3 separate regions of the Mus musculus genome follow, and regions 2 and 3 are each linked to region 1. The links are chromatin contacts, called in public promoter capture Hi-C maps. All regions are on one chromosome and are shown on one strand. The core of a region is the stretch at or near the end of the contact, and the rest is flanking DNA. Distances in the headings are between cores, read along the strand shown. Region 1 holds the start of Marchf6 (membrane associated ring-CH-type finger 6). Region 2 holds the start of Rida (reactive intermediate imine deaminase A homolog). Region 3 has its middle 15 kb from the start of Mtdh.

Region 1 (3,088 bases), core at 179-2,678:
GAACGTCAAAGTGAATCAATCCTCCTGTGCATATTTTGTAAACAATACTTTTTTTTAAAAAAAATCAACTCATCACATTATTACTAAACTTTTTATTACTCTAATGACTTCAATACAAGTGCTTGATGGTTCGATTGCATGTAAAGTCGGTAAAATAAAGCCTGAGGTTGAAAAGAACGCTCATTCGAACAAGAATATATCTAAACAGTAAGTATCTGCACTAGTAAGTACATGATCAATAATTTCCTCTACAGACTCACTAATACATCAGTGCCTCTAAAAACTGCTTTAAAACACTTTGCCACAACGTCAGGTAAGCGGCTGCTTTCTACACCCATGTGGCTGCTTTTCTTTCGTGTTCTCTGCTAATTCAAAACAACCGCATCCAAAGTACACGTCCACAAACAAAACAAACAAACCCTTGCTTTGTGGTGACAAGGATTTAGAAGAAACCTAAATATTCGCCTTTCCCTCCTCCAATAGTCTCTAGAAACCGTCCCCTCTCGGGTCTGGTCAGTGCAGTTAGGGTAAGGCAAACAGAGAGCAAGATTTTGCAGCAGGGGTCAGTTCAGTCCACTCAGCAGTCGTCACCTCGCGGGGTATTTTCCGCGAAGTTTCAAAGTCAACAAAGAAGTTGTGTGGCAGAGGTTGGGCCTACAGGACAACAGCAAACAGACTCGAACACGGAGGGGGGAAAAACGAGTGGGGGAGGGGAGTGGAAACGCCCCCGGACTTCGCACTGCGGCCCCCTCCTCCGCGGACCGCGGGATGGCGGTGGCCGGGGCCCCGATCTTCCACACCGTCAAGTCCCCGGCAGCCCCACGCCTCGGGCACCCTATGGTCTCCAGCGCCCCACTTCCCGACATCCCCATGTCTCGAGCACCCCACGTCGCGACACCCCCACGTCCGGGATGTCCCACGTCCCGGCACCCCACGTCTCGGACACCGAAGTCCTGGCACCCCAGTGTCCCAGCCGAGGCTGAGTCCTCGTCGCCCGCGGGAACCGGCGGGGGGCGCGCAGAGGGTCACCTTCCGATCCGAGCCCGCTGGAGGACCAGCTCGAGCCGCGCGCTCGCCCGCCCGCCCGCCCGCCCGCCCGCCGGGCAAGCAAACTGCCCGCGGGATCCGCCGCGAGCGCCTCGGCCCGACTGGAGCGCGGGCGCCGCTGCAAGGGCGCGGGCGCCGCCGCCTCACCTTCCTCGGCGGTGTCCATCTTGTCTGGGGGGCGGCGGTGACGCAGCCGCGAGGCGCCCGCGACCCGGCAGAGCCTCGGGGCCCGAAGGGAAAGGCGGGCGGGCGGGCGGGAGGAGTGGAGGAGGAAGAGGACGCGGGCCGGGCAAGTGCGTGCGCTCGGGTGCGAGAGGAAGCCGGTCGCGGGCGAGGGGGACAGGGACAGCGACTGACAGAAAGCGAGCGCCGGGGAGGGGGGAGGGGCGCGCGGCCGAGCGACGGGCCTGGGCGGGGCGCGCGGCGGAAAAGGCGGGGCGCCGGAGCGCTGCGCGTCACATCCGGCGCGCGCCTTCGCTCGCGCTCGCGCCGGGCTCGCGGAGGCGGGGGCGGGGTGCGAAACACGGCCTGACTGGTGGCGAAGGCTGCGCGCGGGATGGAGACTGAAAACCTAGAGGCAGGCGGCAGGCACCTCGCGGAGGGGCGGCTGCGGCGGCGGCGGCGCGGGCGCGTTCCGGGACAAAAGGAACGCGGAGCGGCGGGAGCGAGCCCGGCGCGCACGCCCGCCCGCCCGCCGGAGCGGGTGTGGGGGACAAAGGGTCCCAGCTTGGGGTACCCGACCGCCACTCCCGGGGCGTTCAGAGTCGGCCCCGGAACGAGCATTTTTGGTTCCGCTCTTGAGTGGTTCTGAGGCACGTCTGAAAGAATTACAGAAGCATCCCTAAGATGGAAAAAGACGAGCATCCAGGTTATCAGAATCTCTCCTGGGGAGGCTTATGCAATTGAGTGGAAAGACCACGTCTTCACAGCTGAAAGCCAACATTGAATCTACCTCTAAGGGAAATGGGTTCAGATGGCGACACAATTAAGGGAAGCTTACCTGGCCAGAACTAAATGGCTGATGAAAGAATGATGAAAGACTCAGACCTGCTCGCATCAGTAGGCCACCTTCCTCACATAATCCTTAGAGCTTTCTCTAAATAAGATAGTACAGATTAGAAGAAAAGTGTTTCCAACCCGGATGCTTAAACGTGCACATAACGGAAAGTAGATTCAAGAAACGGAATTTTGGCCGGGCAGAGGTGGTGCATGCCCTTAATCCCAGCACTTGGGAGGCAGAGGCAGGTGGATTTCTGAGTTGGAGGCCAGTCTGATCTACAGAGTGAGTTCCGGGACAGCCGGGACTACAGGGCTACACAGAGAAACCCTGTCTCAAAAAACCAAAAAAAAAAAAAAAAAAAAAAAGTTATGTGACTGTTTTTGTTTTAACCCCAGGTGTGGGATATGGGGCTGCTTCAGATGGGCCACAACCGTTAACTATGATTGTCTCGTACTCTAGGAGGGGAGTGATCTAAATGGCAGTCTCCAGAGCAGTGGGAGGTGCTTTGAGGAAGAAGAAGTGGGGAGAGGAGGAGGAGGCAGAAGAGAAGGAGGAAGCAGAAGAGGAGGAGGAGGTTTTTGGTTCCTGCTGCTCCTGTTGCTGTTGCTTAATGAGACGTTGGAGATGCCCTGTTGTGGAAGATTGGACTGATCTCAAGAAACTCAATGCCCCTAATGATCAGGAGTAGTCAAAAAGGTCTACATCCCCCTTTCCCTCTAACCTTCCTTCTCTTCTACCTTGATGTACTAGAACACAATAGAATAGACCAAAAAAAAAAAAAAAAAAAAAAAAAAGCCCCCAACAGAAGACAGTCCCTGTAGGTTTGTCTTTGAGATTTCTCACAAAAAAAAAAAAAAAAAAAAAAAAGCTAAGTTTAGCCCCATGCAGATGCTCAGCTCCTGATTCCACACACACTGGTATGCATATCACCTTCATCCTCTGCCCTATCCTGCGCAGCTTGCAGCAACAGGAGTGAAGAAAGGATATGTGTCACACAGAAAAGCTGAGATCTGTGGACCATGCTTACTCTTGTGAACTGGC
Region 2 (3,088 bases), core at 181-2,680, 3.0 Mb after region 1:
GAAGAAAATCTTCAGTTTTGATTGACAGCAAAGAGACACTGTGTCAGAAATGACTTTTTCAAAAGGAATTGGCTCTAGATACGTTTTAGTGAAGACTTAGAAGTTAGAGAGGAGAAAGTTATATAAGATACAATACAGTGATTTTTAAAGCTGAGGTATTTTGAGGAACAAGGTTTTAAGTTAAGTGTGCTGGTCTTCACGTCAGCACTAGGAATGCTCAAACAGGAGAACAGCAGGTTCTAGGTTAGTCTGAGCTACAAAGTTAGTCTGTCCTTCATAGCACCCACAGAAGGAAGTGAAAAGAAAGTACCATTTCTATTTAAAAGCACTTCTGGTAAGCAGAGATAAATGCCAAAGGGTAGTTTTTATTTTTCCAGTACATATATGGTTAGCTCTAGTATATAGGATAATCTCAGAAGATCACCTTTGGTGTTACTTGCATTTGATATTAGTGGTAAATAGGCATGGATAAACCATTCATAAGCATCATTGCATTCCTACACGTTATAGAAGCCAGAGACTAGGATAGACATACAGGTATTTGCTGAGTACTGTCCAAATGAGACAAGCATATCTTGTAAATTAAGAAAGGGTTAGATCAAACTTCATGCTAGTAAAAGAAGCCTGTCACAGAGGACCAAACAGTGTATTATACTTTTTATAGCAAACGTCTTTAACAGATAAACCCTATAGTGATGGAGAGGAAATAAATGGGTGGTTGTAAGGAGCTGGGGAAAGATGCCATGTGGAATAAATGCTAATGGTATAAACCTTATTTTAGGTTGGATGTAAATGTTTTGAGAATAGAAAGTGATGATGGCTACACAACTTTTGGGCATAGTAAAAGCCACTGAATTGAACCCACTAACAGAATGAGAATTCTATGGGTTGTTTATTCTATCTTAATAAAATTGTTACAAAAACCAAAACTAGAAGCCACCAAGACGAAAGGCAAGGGGGTTGGGGTGATGCCACTTCTAACCAGAGAAAGCATGTAGCAAGCTCGCCTTCGGGGCCCCGGCAGCTCCAGATGGGGGCAAGATCTTAGGAGTGCAAGTTTCTGGTAGCACCAGGGCTCCCCCATTCTCTGAGGGATTTGGATACACTGTACTCTTTCTGAACTTAGTTTCTTCGCGCGTTCTAAGACTCTCTTTTGCTCGGACCAGCAGGGGCCAAAGCTCCAAACTTGCAACACTGCACCTACCTGGTCCTTCAGAGCTACAGTAAAAAACATTACCTGTAGGGACCAATGGCCGCCGGGGCTTTTGTGGTGCTGATCACCTTTCTGATTATGGACGACATGCTAATCCTTCCCTCTTGAAGACCCTCCAGAAGAAGAAACGATGGTAAGTAACTACACCCACTCTTGTCCACTGACCAGACAGCCCTAGGCAAAAGAGTTTTAGTTCAGGGACAGCCCCGTGCGAATTCGCACGGCCCGATGGGAATTGTAGTTTACAAGCGACTCCGGGACACGTGGAGGAAGAAGCCGTGCTGCGCACGCGCCCTCAGCCCGCTCGCTCACCCTCTGTGGTGGGAGCTTCTAGGGATCTCAGAACCTTGTCATTCTTACCGGCGAAGCCCTCGGAACTTTTGGCAGGTTGGTGGTGAGGCACTAATGCTTAGCCGGGGCCGCCAGCTCGCGGGGGCCTCGCGTGGGGGCTTGCCCACAGTGGCGGCTTCGGCTTGCGGCGCTTTTCACTTGGGGAGGTCCATGCTGCCCGGGCGGGCCCTCTTGCAGTCCAGAGCCTCAGGCTCCTGTGCTCGTTTTTATGCTTATCGTTGCCCTGCCAGGCGGAATCCCCTCTGGGAATGCGCTTGTATCCCTTTCTGGGTACCGTAAAGGACAGGGATGGGTCATTCCGGGGAACCAAGCAGAGGTGTGGGTTGTCTGCCTTTCGCCATCCCGTGCTTCCTTTCTATGCATGATCGCCTCAAGATTTGAGCAGACCGGGGTCTGCTTTCCGGAGGCGAGTCATCTTCTCCTAGCTCACGACTTCAGCTTTCTCACTAACGAACCTGGGTAGATAAGAAGATGTACTAATTAGTAACTGATAATATATCATAAGGAAGTATATTTAAAACAATTCTTTAGTGTAGCTGGTATAATTTTGCCTTTTGAGAAAGATAAAAACTAATTTTTACTCTCTAAATAGATGTGTGTATGTTTATTTTTTCATAAATACGAGTTTTGGTAGAGTATTTGATACTGCAAGACATAAAGCATCTAAAGTGGTTTTGTTTGTTTGTTTGTTTGTTTTGTTTTTGTTTGTTTGTTTTTTGAGAGGGTTTCTCTGGATAGCCCTGGCTGTCCTGGAAATCACTTTGTAGACCAGGCTGGCCTCGAACTCAGAAATCTACCTGCCTCTGCCTCCCGAGTGCTGGGATTAAAAGCGTGGGCCCCCACGCCCGGCTTTTTTTTTTTTTTTTTAGAGCTGATTTGTTGTTTGATTTTTATAATAGTCAGTGATGAGATGCTATTTTGCCTAAATATGTAGTACAGTCGGAACTATAATTAGGGCCAGTTGTTGGAAAAGTCTATCTCAATCCCAAATCCAAATTAATGATTTAAAAAATATAAAATTTAACCCAGCAACTCAATTTCAAACTAGTTTTTTAAATCAAACAATGCAGCCCAGCACAATCCAAAGACGTGCGGCATGAGAACAATTTAAAGAGAAATTTAGGCCTGTTTTTATATCATTGTTTCCTTTTTTTTCTTTTTCTTTATTTAATGTACGAGTGCTCTGCTGCATATATATCTGCCTGCCTGAAGAGGATATCAGATCCCCCTATAGATGTTTTGTGAGCCACCACGTGGTTGCTGGGAATTGAACTCATGACCTCTGGAAGAGCAGCCAGTGCTCTTAGCCTCTGAGCCATCTCACCAGCCTGTATAACATTGTTTCTTAAGAGCATAAACCTGTATGTACAGTAAGAACACTGGGTTCATAACTTGCCTGGGATCTTGGCTGAGCTGTTTCAGGCAGTATTTGTTGGTGTTGTATGGTGTGTAAGCATGGGATGTCACTGCTGAACTGTGGCTGTAGTGACGTCTAGGTAGAGCACTGCCAGAAACACTTTGGAT
Region 3 (3,088 bases), core at 223-2,722, 2.5 Mb after region 1:
TTAGCAGCACCTTGACATTAGACTTTCCAACCCCAGAAATGTGAGGATAATAAATTGATGTTGGTTAAGCCACCCCAAATGCAGTATGATTTTGTCTGGTATTGGTGTAAGAACAGCCCCTGTTGGTACTTTAGGTCTAGCTTTCTCTTCTATCAACTACTCAATCAGTACTAGGCAGGAAGAGCTAGCTTTGTCTACAGTTAAGCTCCAAATTATAAGGGGTTCTTCATTCAAAAAGGTATGGTGCTGGGTAATAGGGGTTCAAGGCTATACTTGGGAGGCAGAGGCAGGCGGATCTGAGTTTGAGGCCATCTTGGTCTACAGAGAGAGTTCCAGGACAGCCTACACAGAGGAAAACTTGTCTTGAAATAAACAACAACAAAATCAGGCCTAGTGATGAGAATGAGCAACTGGAGCAGAGGTTGGAAGTGGAAAAGAAGAGGTGTGTTTGGAGAATTGTATTTAACTGCAGTGGAGGAATAATATTGCTGTCTGGAACCTGAGTTTGGTGGGAACAGGAGTAGCAAGGTGTGTGGATCATACCTTGTGTGTGCATCAGCTTGTGCCTTAGTCATAATGCATTGAGAGTGACTTAAGCAACATCATGTTGGGAATCAAGTGACTCAGCAATGAGGCTCCTGAGCTGTTTCTGCATATGTCAAACACATATAGTAGACAGGTTTCATCTGATTCTGAAGAGTAGAGAATTGACAATTTCCATGGCTCAAACTAGGTACAGTTATAAAGCTTTAAAACAATTATTTCATATTATAGCTTTCCCCTTTTGGTTTCTTAGAAAATGACTTTTTAGAGCTGGGTGTGGTGGCACACTTCTTTAATCCCAGCACTTGGGAGGCAAAGGCAGGCGGATTTCTGAGTTTGAGGCCAGCCTGGTCTACAGAGTGAGTTCCAGGACAGCCAGGGCTATACAGAGAAACTCTGTCTCGAAAACAAAAACAAAAACAAACAAAAGAAAATGATGTCCTGGCATAAGTGTCTGAAAAAGTTGTGTTTCCCATCAATAGAGTTCTTTTATTGGTGATGGTGGCAGGTTTGTTTAGAAGTAAGTGGAGCTCTCACATCCAGGGGCAAAGCACAGACAAAATTAGTTTGTACAGAGTCAAGCAGACTTGCAGTGTGCCATATTAGCCAGAAAGACAGAGAGAGAGATACAAGGAAAGAGATGGGGAGAGAGGAGAGAGAGGGGGGGGGGACTCAAATAGTATGTAATGACAGAATGTTTTATTCTGCACAAGTCCAGCATGCTGGGGTCTCCCAATATCAAGATAGACACCCAAATGAGCTTGCAGGCCTGATTTAAAGCACATTTGGGAATTCCTGGGTAGGTGACTTCTATGTTAATCTGTTGGGGCCAACTCTAGGGACATTCCATTACCAGGGTGTTGGGGCTGGAAACTTGCTAGGGAGGTCCAGGGACTGTTACTGAGGAAGTAGCTGAGGAAGTCTAGAAACTGATGCTGACCCATCGTCCTTGCCTCAGGGCAAGTGGCAGGGCAACTTCTAGGCCTGGGCTTGCCTGGACTTGCCCAATTCTTGGAAACAGAGATTTAGGCCTAGTCTCTTTAACTGACAATTTGAAGCCTGTCATGGAAATAGCCTAGCCTTCACAGTAGGAAGAGCAGCTGTAGTATAAAGCCAAAGCTTAGCTCTCAGATTCTGTGTTCAGTTCCTCTGTCAGCTTCTGACTGAGGTCACTAATTTACATAAACTTTTCGTTTCCTCAGTGGGGGCAGCTCCCTCTTTCCTTCCCATTAAACCCCAGAATAACTCTTCTCTTTTACAAAGTTCAGGTTTTCCACGAAGTCTATGATGCTATTCTTTTCCCTTTCTTCTAAAGATATTTATTTATCATCTCTGAAAAATAGTTTTCCTTTTATTAGTTAGTTTCACAGTGTTAGAAAACATCGAAAAATTTAGCTGGAACCCTAGAAGCTACTAGGATATTGGTAAAGGGCCTGGGTTCACCTATTTTAACACTCAATGGTTGTCTTAGTCTTCATGAAGTAACATTGATATAAATGGCACAACTTACCCAGGAAGGCATTTTAAACTCAATTATACTAATGTGTGTGTAAGTCCTAAAAATAATAGCCTTAGGAGACAGGCACAGTGGCATATATCAGCCATCCTAGCCACTCAGAATTCTAAGCCGTGGGAAAGACCAGAATTTTGAGGCCAGCCAGAGCTACACAGTGAGACCCTGTCTAAAAAAAAGTACAATACACTCAAAACCTCATCATTCCAGCCTGCAGTAGTAGTGCAAGCCTTTAATGCCAGCACTCTCTGGACACAGGCAGTTAGATCTTGGTGGGTTCAAGGCCAGCCTTGTCTACAGATGAGTTCCAGAACAGCCAGAGCTACACAGAGAAACCTGTCTCAAAATGAGAAAAAGAAAAAAGAAGTTCAAATCTACCAAGTACCTGGTCTTTTCCCATCGTGGTTCCGCTAGTTTCTTCCTCTTTGATTCAAACAAAAGGAGCATGTCTTACATACCAAAACAGACCTGGTGTCTAGGTTCTCCCAGCATCCCTCAGCCCCTCCCTAGCATACCCTGCCCCCAATCCTGAACTTTCAGCCCCCAGAGGCTCTTCCCTATATAATCCAGACATTTTTGGTCTCCTCTCTCTCCTTTTCTTCTCTCTCTGCATGTGCACTTTTTCTTTCTCTTCTCCTCCTCTCCTTTCCCATGGCCTCCTTTCCTGGGGCCAGTGAATTTGTCTCAGAGCAGTTACCTAATAAACCTACATTTAATGTAATTTAATATGGTTTGACTTAGCTCATTTCACCAGCAGAGAAATAACTTATCACTTCTGCCTGTAGTCTTATTTTTGAGACACCTGGTAGCAGTACCTTTGATACTTTGCTTGGAATAACTATCACTGCACAGGTTAAGTCTCTATGTGGCCAGCTTCCACCTAGTTTCAGGAGAAACTTGACTGAGTTTTCTACCATGATGTGACAAAAATGGACACTCCTCCAGTGTTTATAACTGTGTCCATATCCTTTTGAGCTTCAAAATGGATTTAATTCCTATTTCTACTAATACTGTGTTCAAAGCAATTTGGAT

The links. Promoter capture Hi-C pulls out the DNA fragments that hold promoters and counts their contacts. Capture Hi-C pulls out chosen DNA fragments and counts their contacts.
Region 2: a promoter capture Hi-C map of liver shows a contact between it and region 1, with 5 times the contacts expected there. The contact joins the promoter of Rida here to the promoter of Marchf6 in region 1. A contact is called at or near these places in 1 of 39 promoter capture datasets (the C10 cell line), 1 of 115 datasets of contacts at active chromatin or transcription factors (astrocytes) and 1 of 9 other capture datasets (liver).
Region 3: a promoter capture Hi-C map of the HPC-7 cell line shows a contact between it and region 1, with 8 times the contacts expected there. The contact joins the enhancer-like site here to the promoter of Marchf6 in region 1. A contact is called at or near these places in 5 of 39 promoter capture datasets (the C10 cell line, the HPC-7 cell line, liver and 2 more), 3 of 115 datasets of contacts at active chromatin or transcription factors (embryonic stem cells and large pre-B cells) and 1 of 9 other capture datasets (embryonic stem cells).

What each region holds. Positions count from the first base shown.
Region 1 is chr15:31,529,609-31,532,696 of GRCm38.p6, forward strand. It overlaps Marchf6 (membrane associated ring-CH-type finger 6), which reads right to left and starts at 1,429. Exons shown (of 26, transcript NM_172606.2): 1 at 1,195-1,429. The coding sequence starts at 1,213. Gm41287 (a long non-coding RNA gene) reads left to right here and starts at 1,496. Exons shown (of 3, transcript XR_875101.3): 1 at 1,496-2,329; 2 at 2,507-3,088.
Region 2 is chr15:34,493,816-34,496,903 of GRCm38.p6, forward strand. It overlaps Rida (reactive intermediate imine deaminase A homolog), which reads right to left and starts at 1,431. Exons shown (of 6, transcript NM_008287.3): 1 at 1,238-1,431. The coding sequence starts at 1,302. It overlaps Pop1 (processing of precursor 1, ribonuclease P/MRP family, (S. cerevisiae)), which reads left to right and starts at 1,496. Exons shown (of 16, transcript NM_026340.3): 1 at 1,496-1,600.
Region 3 is chr15:34,065,714-34,068,801 of GRCm38.p6, forward strand. No RefSeq gene overlaps it. Among named protein-coding and RNA genes, the nearest start is that of Mtdh, 15 kb to the right of the region's middle. Within about 2 kb of position 1,473, at least 56 of the 459 cell types and tissues checked have an H3K27ac peak or open chromatin away from gene starts, as enhancers often do. A contact at or near this core is called in the HPC-7 cell line and embryonic stem cells, where this site is marked.